Linked DNA regions of Sus scrofa: region 2 is linked to region 1. A link is a contact called in public HiChIP or PLAC-seq data. All regions are on one chromosome and are shown on one strand. The core of a region is the stretch at or near the end of the contact, and the rest is flanking DNA. Distances in the headings are between cores, read along the strand shown. Region 1 holds the start of SSB (lupus La protein). Region 2 holds the start of KLHL23 (kelch-like protein 23).

Region 1 (5,515 bases), core at 2,258-4,757:
GGGCTGCCATTCATCAGGCTTTGTGAATAGCACTCAAGAGTGACATTTGAAAGATGGCAGGTTGTGGAAGATATATTATTAACTTTTTGGTTTTTGTGGGGTTTTTTTTCCTTCTCAGCCACACCCAAGGCACATGGAAGTTCCTAGGCCAGGGACTAAAGCTGTAACCTACAGCACAGGTGCAGCAACCCACTAGGCCAGGCTGGTGGAGGTAACAGAACCCGAGCCTCCACAGAGACAAGCTCTAGCTCATTAACCCACTGTGCTACAGTGAGAACTCCAATTTTTTTGTATTATTCTAAATATTAAACACAGAATAATTTGTGACTTCTCTTCAAAATTATAAAGAAATTAGTTTTATAAAAAAAATGTAACACACAAAATTTAAAATAACAGAGAACTGCAACTTAAAAAAAAAAAAAAAAAAAAAAGTGAAAGAGTGCCTGTTGTGGAACCTGACTAGTATCCATGAGGATGCGCGTTCAATCCCAGGCCTCACTCAGTGGGTTAAGGATCCGGTGTCGCCATGAGCTGTGGTATAGGTCACAGATGAGGCTTGGATCTGGCGTGGCTGTGGCATAGGCCAATGGCTGAGCTCCAATTCAACCCCTAGCTCGGGAACTTCCGTGTGCCACATGTGTGGCCAAACAAAAAAAAAAAGTGAGTTCCCATTGTGGCACAGTGGGTTAGTAATCTCACTGAGCATCTTGGGTCACTGAAGAGGAGGTGTAGGTTCATTCCCTGGCCTGACAAAGGATCCCAGGCTAAAGGATCCATCCATATATCGTGGGTATGGCCATTAAATAACAATTTTTTTAATTAAAAAAAATTATGCAGAGTTCTCTTGTGGCATAGCAGGTTAAGGATCTGGCGTTGTCACTGCAGCAGCTTTGACTGCTGTTGTGACAAAGGTTCCATCCCTGGCCTTGCAACTTCCACATGCAGCAGAAATAAAAAAAGTTATGAGAGTTGCAAAAAAAAGCTACCAAGTAACATAATCTGAATTTTCTCAGTAATAAATTAAGGGATAATTTCCCACACAGCCATTACTGATACCGTAAAGCATCAACTTAAATAAAACATCTAAATTCAAAAAAAATGCCAAGAGAACTTTAAAGAGATAATTCTGTTAAAAAAGTTAAACAGCTGAAAGGAACTAACTGGGCAGAAAATACTACTAGGACCTTCAAGAATAAAATGCTATTTAACAGGGAAGATATTTTACAAAGAATTTTTACATTATGTGCTAGGCACTATTTCAAGTGTCTTACATTTTACCAATTAACATAATTCTCACAGCCACCTTATGAGGGTACTACTACTATTATTCCCACTTTAGAGACTAGAAAATTAAAGCACAAAAAAGTAACACTAGTCTGTAGCATTATCCTTTGAAAGGTTTTTGTCTTTGGGTTTCAGAAAATGACTCCATCTATACAAAAATGTATACTACTGTATGTTTTCTAACTCCAATAATAAACGACTCACCAAATGATCACTATACTGAAATTAAAAGCTCTGTTTTTGTTTTGAGGCCCTAAATTTCCTTTCAAAGAGCCTGTTTTTGCAGTGTAATACCACAACAATCATACCTCAATTTGATGACAGATTTTGGCCTCCAGAGCAGCCAGTTTTTCATTATCACCATTTTCAGCCATTGTGGCGGATCTGTAAAATTTCCCATATTGGCATAAGGAGGTTATTTTTCACATAAAACTCAAGACCATTTTTTAAGTTTTAAAATTATTAGTATCCCAACATTTTCCTAAAAATCACTATTTTTTCATTTCAAAGGTTCAATTTTTCTACTCAATCCTCAAATTCCAACCAAAGAAACTTTGATGGAAAACGGAAAAGCTATGGATAATCTACACCCTTTTCAGTAAATCACTGTTCCAGCTTCTTCCTACAACACAGTGAGTGGTTAATCCTCATTTAGATGATCTAGAAAGCTTTGGGGGGGAAAAACTCCATTCAACCACTTACCAACCATTACTAGATTTAAACAGATCACCATCTGTCAGTATATTACCATGGATCTCAGCCTAGTTTGGTGTGGGTCGAATTTCTTTTGAAATTAGTCACAGCTGACTTACCAAAAACTTATGAACAAGATTATACATCAAAACTTTAAGATAAAAAGAATTCAAACATCACAGTCACGATTAGATTAAATGGTGATTTGAGAGCCTGGGGACACTAATACAACATTAAACTAGGAGTATGCCTATTAATTTTCTAATATATTGGTTAATCTTACAGCCAGTTTCCTGTTTCACATCCCCGACAATAACACTGCAGGAAAAAAAAAATCCCGGACAATACCAACTGTGAAGTTGGTTTGCTAGGAATAACAAAGTCTTCTGACTTCAAATTACTTGCTTCTAGTGCTCTACCAAACCATCGAAATACAATGTTCAATAGTGTATTTATAAGGATTCATCAAGGATATCTGCCATTGATCAACTCTAACGATGAACTGTGACTGGTACACTTCTTGGAAGCATCATTTTATATACTATAATTGCTATGCAACAACCTGGATGCACAATGGAAAATCTCATACGGTGCAACATTTCTTTACAAAATATGATCAATCTTATGAACTGGTTTGTCGACCACAATTTCTAAGCTATTACCGTGATGTAGGGCCCCCTACAAAGAAAAGGGTGAGATAAAAGAACTATTTAGTCCTCGTAAGACTTCTTGGGCCTACCCAATTTTGGAACTTCGTTTCATGAGATACCTTCCCAGAATGTACAACTAAAAGTGTAACATTTACCCACACTTTCCAATTTCCCCCCGAAGCCTTTTTGTGAGTCAATGAGAACCATAAAAATCCAAGAGGGACGCCAGGGGAACGCCTGCGGCCCCTATTCCTCGGCCTCCAGTCTGTATCACATGATCCAAAAAACCCGTCGGCGTTTAACCCACGCCAACCTTCCCACAAACTTACACAGTCGAACATCTGCTTTCGGCGACACAGGAAAGCGGTGGAGGTACGAAACCTTAAAGATGCAGTGGGGGAGGCGGGCAGCCCGCGTCCAAAGAACGCGCGAGCGCCGCGTCCCAAAGCAACCATTGGATCGCCTGGGCCCCAGTCAAGTGCGGGAAACCTCCCCCTGCTCCTACGAGGAACGAACCTCGCGATGGCCTGCGCACCTCCCCCCGCCGCCCCGCCACCAGCTCAGCGCGCCGCCTCCGGCTGCGGCCCACGCGGCGCTCGCCCCGAACGCGAGGAAGGCGAGGGGCGGACGCACCCAGCGTGAGGCAGCAAGGAAAGGGAACGCGCCGTCGCGCGCCACGCAAAGCAGACCCTTTTGTACCTTCATCTCTTAGCTACCGGGAGTTGCTCACCTTTAAGTTCCCGGTCCCACACAGCCGCGCCACAGGGTCACTAACAGCGACAGCAACGTCCGGACTTCCCAACGCCGCCAAATGCCCGACGCGCGTAAAGAAGATGGGGGCCGTCCCGGCAGCCCTTGCGGCCAGAGTGGGCGGGGCTTCGGGCGTGCCGGAGCCGGTTCCGCGCTCTGAGCATGCGCCTGGGCCTCGGGCCCGAGGCCACAGGAGTCCCACCCACCGTTCGAGGAGATTGGGTTAGGAAGTCCCGCCGGATATTGAAGGGTGTTAGGATAAATGTTTCTTTTTACGTATTTCTGGATGGCATTTGTATTTCCAGCCCTTCATTAGGCTCTCTGTTTTCTAAAATGTTTGTTTTTTTCCCCTAGAAGCTATCCTTTTAAAAATTATTTAAATTTTCAGTGATTTTTCTCCCTTAAAAAAAAAAAGACAAATTTTTTAAAAAAGGAAAGACGGAGTTTTAGAGTTGAGATAACAATAGAGAGTTCAAGAGCTGGAATTCTGAAATCACACTGCCTGTATTCAAATAAAGGCTCTTCAGTTTACAGACTGTGACCTTGGGCACTTTACTCAACTTCTCTATCCCTCACATGTAAAATGGAGCAAATAATAAATATCACGTATCTCATACAGTTGTGAGCATTAAATGTGATAAAGCATATATACCTTGCCAGGAACTGTGCCTGACATATAGTAAGAGAAGCAGCATATATTAATTTAAAACAAACAGGAGTTCCCGTTGTGGCTCAATGGTTTAAGAACCCGACAAGTATCCATGAGGATGTGGATTAGAGGATCTGGTGTTCCCCGAAGCTGGAGTGTAGGTCGCACACCCGATTGACCCAGCGTTACTGTGGCTGTGACTGATTGGACCCCTAGCCTGGGAACTTCCATATGCAGCAGGTGTGGCCTTAAAAAGGGGGGGCGGGGGGACAAAACTTGTCATTTTAGTAGTTCCCATCATGGCTCAGTGGAAATGATTCTGACTAGTATCCATGAGGATGCAGATTCCATCCTGGCCTCGCTCAGTGAAGTTAAGGATGCAGTGTTGAGGAGAACTGTGGTGTAGGTCACAGATGTGCTTCTATATGGCATTGCTGTGGCTGTGGCATAGGCCAGTGGCTACAGCTCCCATTCGACCCCTAGCCTGGGAACCTCCATATGCTGCGAGTGTGGCCCTAAAGACAAAAAAAAAAAAAAAAAAAAAAAGTCATTTTAGATGACCAAAATGCTATCTAGTTCGGAAATCTGTTGCCTCTACTAAAGACTTTTCCTATTAGTACATTTTTTGCACAATAATTTTAGTTTAAATGTTCCTTTTTGTTGGAGTTCCCTCTGTGGCACAACAGGATGAATGTGCCATCCTCCTCCTCCTCCCCTCTCCCTCCATCCATGCGCAGGGATGACGGTTCCCTCCCAGGAGGGCAGTGGGTTAAGGATCCTGTGTTGCTGCAACTGTTGTGTAGGTCACAATTCTAGCTTGGATTGGATCCCTGGCAGGGAACTCCATATGTCCCAGGGACTGCCACAAAAAAAAAAAAAAAAAAAAAGAGTTCCCTCAGGCTGGAGCATGTTAAGGATCCCAGGTTGTGATTGCAGAGCTGTGGCATGAGTTTGTGAGTTCGATCACTGGCCGGAGAACTTCCACGTGCCCTGAGCGATGGTGGCAGCAGCATCATCATCATCATGGTCACTTAAAGGAGTTTTTTCTTTCTTTCTTTTTTTTTTCAGGGCAACACTGGATCATTAAAGGAGTTTTTTCTTGTAGTAAGGCAATCTTTTATTTTCCCCCAAGTTTTCTTGAAAATTTGAAATGATATTGGTGAAATAGCCTGTTAAATGATCTCAAAGGTTTTTGGCAGTCCCAAAACAGATCAAATGATTTTATTTGTAAAACAATGCAGTAATAGATTCAGTCCAGATAGTGTATCAAGCCAATGAGAAAACTATTTCTCTCTGTCTCTGTTTTTTTTTTTTTTTTTTTTTTTGTCCTTTTTAGGGCCACACTCACAGCATATGGAGGTTCCCAGGCTAGGGGTCTAATCAGAGCTACAGCTGCTGGCCACGGCCACAGCCACAGCAACGCAGGATCCGAGCCTCGTCTGCAACCTACATCACAGCTCACGGCAACACCAGATCGTTAATCCACTGA
Region 2 (5,515 bases), core at 2,128-4,627, 59 kb after region 1:
GAGTGGAAGACCTTTTAAAAGACAGATGATCCAATGATAAGAGGGAAAAAAGCTCAATATTTAAAAGCAGGGAGTTCCCTGGTGGCCTCGAGGTTAAGGATCTGGTCTGGTCACTGCTGTGGCTGGGGTTCAATCTCTGGCTGGGAACTTCTGAATACCTCAGGGACGGCCAAAAAAAAAAAAAAAATTGAACATGAATGAAACTGCTCACCTTTCTCTCCTGTTAACCCTTTATCTAAATATAAATTCTTAAGACTCAAAGAAAAATAAAGATTCAACACAGAGTAGAGTGAATTATACTATTTTCTTATATAAATAGTTTTATTTTCCAGCCTCAGAGGCATATGCTGATCACATAACTCTCAGTCAAGTTGGGGACTGCTATACTCTATTTTTCACTTGGAACATTCTGTGCAATGTTATTTGTATAAGCCACCAGAGTTCCTAGGTAGCATTTCAAAGTGATAAATTCTTTTTAAAGTTATTTGTGAGAGAGGTAAGTCCATTGGCCTAACCTCAAACACCTAAAAAATACAGAATCTGCACTTACCTTTAATCATGTTTGCAATGGGAATCCATTTTTCTTTTAATGGATCATAGAACTCAGCCTCTTCTGCTGGAGCCCCTTTTCTGTAACCACCTAAAGCATAGACACAGCCACCCAAGGTGACTGCACAGTGGTAATACCGGGCATTGAGCATTGGCAAACCTTCCGTCCATTCATCACTTTCACTGTTATAGATCCACACTGTGTCAAGAGCTTCTATGTTATCCGTCCTGTAACCCCCAGTTACATAAATGTTGGGTCCCAAACATGTAACGCCATAGCTCTCCCTAGTGTAATCTGGTATCTCTGCTCCCTGGATCCAAACATTTGTCAAAGGATCCCATATGTGAACCTCTGATAAGGGATGCCAGTAATAGCCTCCAATGATATACATTGTGGCTGTGGACCTCTGGGAAATCTCTTTATGCATGGGATTCAAAGCATTGTATATTAGAGATCGGATCTTATTTTCGGTTAACAGGCAGCTTCTGTGAAGGCCTAAAGCTGTTTTTAAATACACTGGATCTATATCTATGTTGACATAGCTTAGGAGATTATATAGGCATTCAATTCGATTTTCTACATCATGAGCAGTCCACTTAATAACTGGCTCTATGATAGCTTCGTCTTTCCAAACACTGAGATTTTTTCTGGATAAGATAAAGAGAAACTTTTCAAGGCTGATTTCCAGAAATTCCTCTTGCTGCCATACTTCCTTAAACCTTGAGCATAGAATTCTTCGAGATTCCTTCTCTAGTTCTGTACACATGTGAAATTCTGCAAAGGAGTGCATTCCAATACAATTATCAATATCCAAGTGCCTTACCAAAAACTGCTCACATGCTTTCTTTACTGAAAGAAACTGTAGCAGATCTGCTGCTTCAAGCAGGCTTTGAACATTTCTTTTAGTTATTTCAATTTGGGAAGTGTACGCATAATTTACAAGGCCTTCCAATATATCATGGTGGATGCCAGAGATTTTTATTTTATTTTTAAATTTTTCTTTCATGTCAGCTGTGAACATTGCCTTAAAATAATTGCTGCAAGCAGCTAAAACAGCTCGGTGACAATGGAAGATTATGCCTGAAGGACACTGGAGGGTAATATCAGTAAATAATCCATCCAAGTAAAATGTTCTGAACGCATCCAGAAAATCCACCGGATGCGCTGAATCCTTGAAAAGGTAAATATAATCTTCTTGTCCTTTTAGAGCCATGGCTGCAATAAACATGAAACAATAAACGTGTTTTCAATTTTGCATATTACCTCAGATAATCAATGCAAAATATTCCTGATATTATAACGGTTGAAAAGCACTGAATATGCAAAACTAGATGAAGTTCAGCACTCAAGTTATGATGCAAAATTGTGGATAGACTATTTCATAATTTATATGATGGTCAATATAAATTCAGGGTAGCTTAGAGTCTGAAATGAGGCCCCAGGACTGTTCAGCAGTCCTTTGGAGAAGAAATACTGATTTGCTACCCCATTCACCCAATCTCCGCAATCTACCTCAAGCTGTCCGTCCTAGAGAGATCCCACACTTAGCAAACCAAGTGTACGAGGGGTCACCCCACTCGAGGCTGGACCTTGGCCGTCTTGGGTCGGCCCCAGTTCAACCTTTTTCCCTAGCTCCGTCTCCCTTTCAAGTCTCATTGAGATGCCAGGAAAGGGAAGATCGAAACATTAAACTAGAAGAAATCTCGGTAAAGGGAAACCCTGTGCGTCTTTGCTCAGAGAAGGTCAGAAAGAAAAGCAGCCGGACGGCGGCCCCTTCATCCCCGCACCCCCTCCTCCGGCCGCTGCAGGGGTTTCCGCGAGCCGCGTGTCTGGGCCCCAGGGCCCGCGTTCCCGGCGGGGAGACCGTCACCCCCGCGAGGGGCCTCGCGCAGGGACTCGCCTCGAGGGCACCGCACACCGCCCGCCGGGCCAGGTGCCCGCGTCCCTCTGTCCCGGGACGCAGCACAGGTGAGGTACGGAGGTCGTCGGTCGCCCTGCGCTCGGCCCTGCCCGCCGCCCGCGCGGCCATTGTCTCCGCGTCTCTGCCGCGGGCGGGCTCTGGAGGCGGCGCGGCCTCGCTCCCCAGCGCCCGGCTCCGCTCGCTTCCCGCCCGCTGGCCTCGGGCAGCGGGTGCGCCCCGCACCTACCTCCGGCGACGGCTCCGGGACGGGACGCAGTGCGGGCCCGCGGGCTAGGGGCGAGCGGGGGCGGAGGTGCCTCCGGACCCTCTGACCATCTTTGGAAGAGGCGCGGCGGAGGCTGCCTGCTAGTGCAGCTCCAGCCCACAAGCGGCTCCTATTTTGGTGCCCCGGCTGCTCCCCGCCTCCAACCGAACAGCCCCCCGCGTGGCTGGGGCGCGGGGGCCACTCGCGGGAACTCTCGGGTGGCGGAGCCGCGCTGTGGGCAGAGGCAGGCGCGTGGCTGCGGCCCCTCTCCGTTGGGTACCCCCTGCATCAGGTGGGATGGCTTCCCCCAGGAGACCGCCCGCACAGCTAGCTTTCCCCTTGGACTTGTCCGCCCCCCACCGCCCCGCCACAAACACACACACACACACACACACACACACACACACACACACACACCAGCGTTTTCTCTGTAAACTTTGTAAGTTCTAAATTAAGACTTACAGGCTGGGAGGGGTCTCCCTTTTCACTCCTTCAGTAGCTCTCCCTAGCCCAGGCCCTAATGCTGGGGGAGGAATTGCGGGGTGGGGTGGGGTGAGGTGGAGAGAATGCAGCAAACCTAAAGGTCTCGGGTTGAGGCTGCCTTCAAACTGCCAGAAGCAGCTGCCGCCTTCCCACGAACTCCATCCCGCCCCCAGCAGAGCACTCTGAAGGGAGTTAACTGTGGGTTAACCTGCAGCTTTGAGAAAAACTGGGAGCAACCAGGGCCAAAGACTCAGGTTACAGTATTTAGAGCAGAGTAGCTGGAAGGAACATTCTCCAGTCTTCCTTCCTGGTGACAGCCAGTCTAACCACTTAAAGACGTCCATATGCTACACCAGAAAGTTCATTTTCTTGTCCCAACAAAAGCCAATATCAAATATTTTCATCTGTCATTCATTCATTTGCAAAATTTTATTGAGTGCCCGCTAGGGATAGGCACTGGTAATAGTGTGGTGAAAGACCATAACTCTCATGGAGTTCACAGTCTAGCCAGCTAGAGGGAGGAAGGAGACCGGGAAGAACCACCATAGGTCCAGTGTGCTCAGAATATGGTCTGACAAACAATATACAAACAGAGGATTGTTAGACTGTATAGCTATGACAACAGAACTCTCAATCACACAAGAAGCCCAGGAAGCCAAATCACAATCTCTGCAGCAATTAGACCAGAACAGTCAGGAGGTGGTCAAAGACTGCCAACCTCCCTATTTTTACCCCTACTTCCAATTTAGGACCAACCAGAGAAAGCCAAGTATGCTCCCCAAACCGATCACATAAAACTCCCTGATTCTAGTAGCCATCCCCCAACATTCCCAGGCCAACAACCTACAATCAAAGCATAACTTTTTTTTGGCCATGCACCTTTTTTTGTGGCATGCAGAAATTCCTGGGCCAGGGATGGAAACCAAGCCACAGCAGTAACCAGAACCACAGCAGTGACAATGCTGGATCCTTAACCACCAGGGAACTCCCATCCTTTTTTCCCCCACATTTATAAAGCTTTCCTACTCCCTTACCTGCCTTTGAGCCTCAATCAAACTCAAATGACAGTGGCTGATTCTCTTGCTATAGCAATATCTGAATAAATGGCCTCTGTTCTCATTTCAGTGATTTTTTTTTTGTTTAAATTCCACATGTCAGACCATCTCAATTGAATTATGTGGGATGCTGGTATGCATTACCCCACAAATGCCACAACCTCCCACTACCTGAGGTAGAGACCTAGGAATCTGCATTCTAATCAAAGGGATCAGGTGATTCCTTTGACAATTAGGAGAATACATGTTGAACCCCAAAATGGCAGAAAAATGAAAGGTTTACTATCTCAACATCTGAAAAACAGTTTAGTAGAGAAGAAAAATATGAGATTTTGTTTTGGGCTTAAGATTCATCTCTGCCACTTATCTGTTATGTAGCTTAACTAAACTTCTCTGATCCTTAGTTTTCTGACCTGTAAAACATAAAAAATATCAGTACTTTCTCAACCTAACATAAGGTTTTTGAAAGATAAAACAAAATTATGAAAGTGAAAGCACTCAATGTGGTATAGAAATGTTAACTACTATAATGAAAGGATATTTACACTTAATTCTCCATCACAACCACAATTTTGAAATTAGTTTATTAATATTTCTTCAAAAATTATAAACTTTGTAGTTAACTGTAACTACAGTTTGTCCTTCATAACTGATAGTGATTTTGTTGGTGGTGTTATCATTCAAGGACACAACTATGACTGATTAAAGATGAGCATTCGGGGAGTTCCCATTGTGGTGCAGCAGAAATGAATCCAACTAGGAACAATCCCTGGCCTTGCTCAGTGGGTTGAGGGTCTGGCGTTGCCATGAGCTGTGGTGTAGGTTGCAGACACAGCTCAGATCTGGTGTTGCTATGGCTCTGGTGTAGGCCGGCAGCTACAGCTCCAATTAGACCCCTAGCCTGGGAACATCCATACGCTGCGGGTGCAGCCCGAAAAAAAAAAAAGATGGGCATTCTTTCCGGGGTTGTCACTGAAGTGTGGAGACGGCTGTTTGTAGCTATGATGCTGATTCTGATGTATAGTAAATATTACAGGTTCTGCCTAACTCAGAAAAGGGGCTTCTAAAATCATAATGGCATGTAATGAGTGACTCTAGAACAGAATTCACTATATTGACATTTGTGCAGTTATTTCAGATTGCTGCATAGACCAATTACAACTTTTGCTTCCATTGTCTGAAGTTCCCTGATTGTGAATTATTACTTAAAAGCTATATGTTGATTACATCTCAAAAAAGACCCCAAAAAGTGCATATCAATA

What was found. HiChIP or PLAC-seq counts read pairs in DNA pulled down with a chosen protein or histone mark.
Region 2: an H3K27ac HiChIP or PLAC-seq map of skeletal muscle shows a contact between it and region 1. The contact joins the promoter of KLHL23 here to the promoter of SSB in region 1. A contact is called at or near these places in 2 of 47 Hi-C or Micro-C datasets (brain and epiblast stem cells) and 1 of 2 datasets of contacts at active chromatin or transcription factors (skeletal muscle).

What each region holds. Positions count from the first base shown.
Region 1 is chr15:76,086,579-76,092,093 of Sscrofa11.1, reverse strand. SSB (lupus La protein) reads right to left here and starts at 3,507. Exons shown (of 12, transcript XM_001924998.6): 1 at 3,358-3,507; 2 at 1,593-1,668. The coding sequence starts at 1,658.
Region 2 is chr15:76,027,007-76,032,521 of Sscrofa11.1, reverse strand. It overlaps KLHL23 (kelch-like protein 23), which reads right to left and starts at 3,377. Exons shown (of 4, transcript XM_021076501.1): 1 at 3,178-3,377; 2 at 551-1,765. The coding sequence starts at 1,763.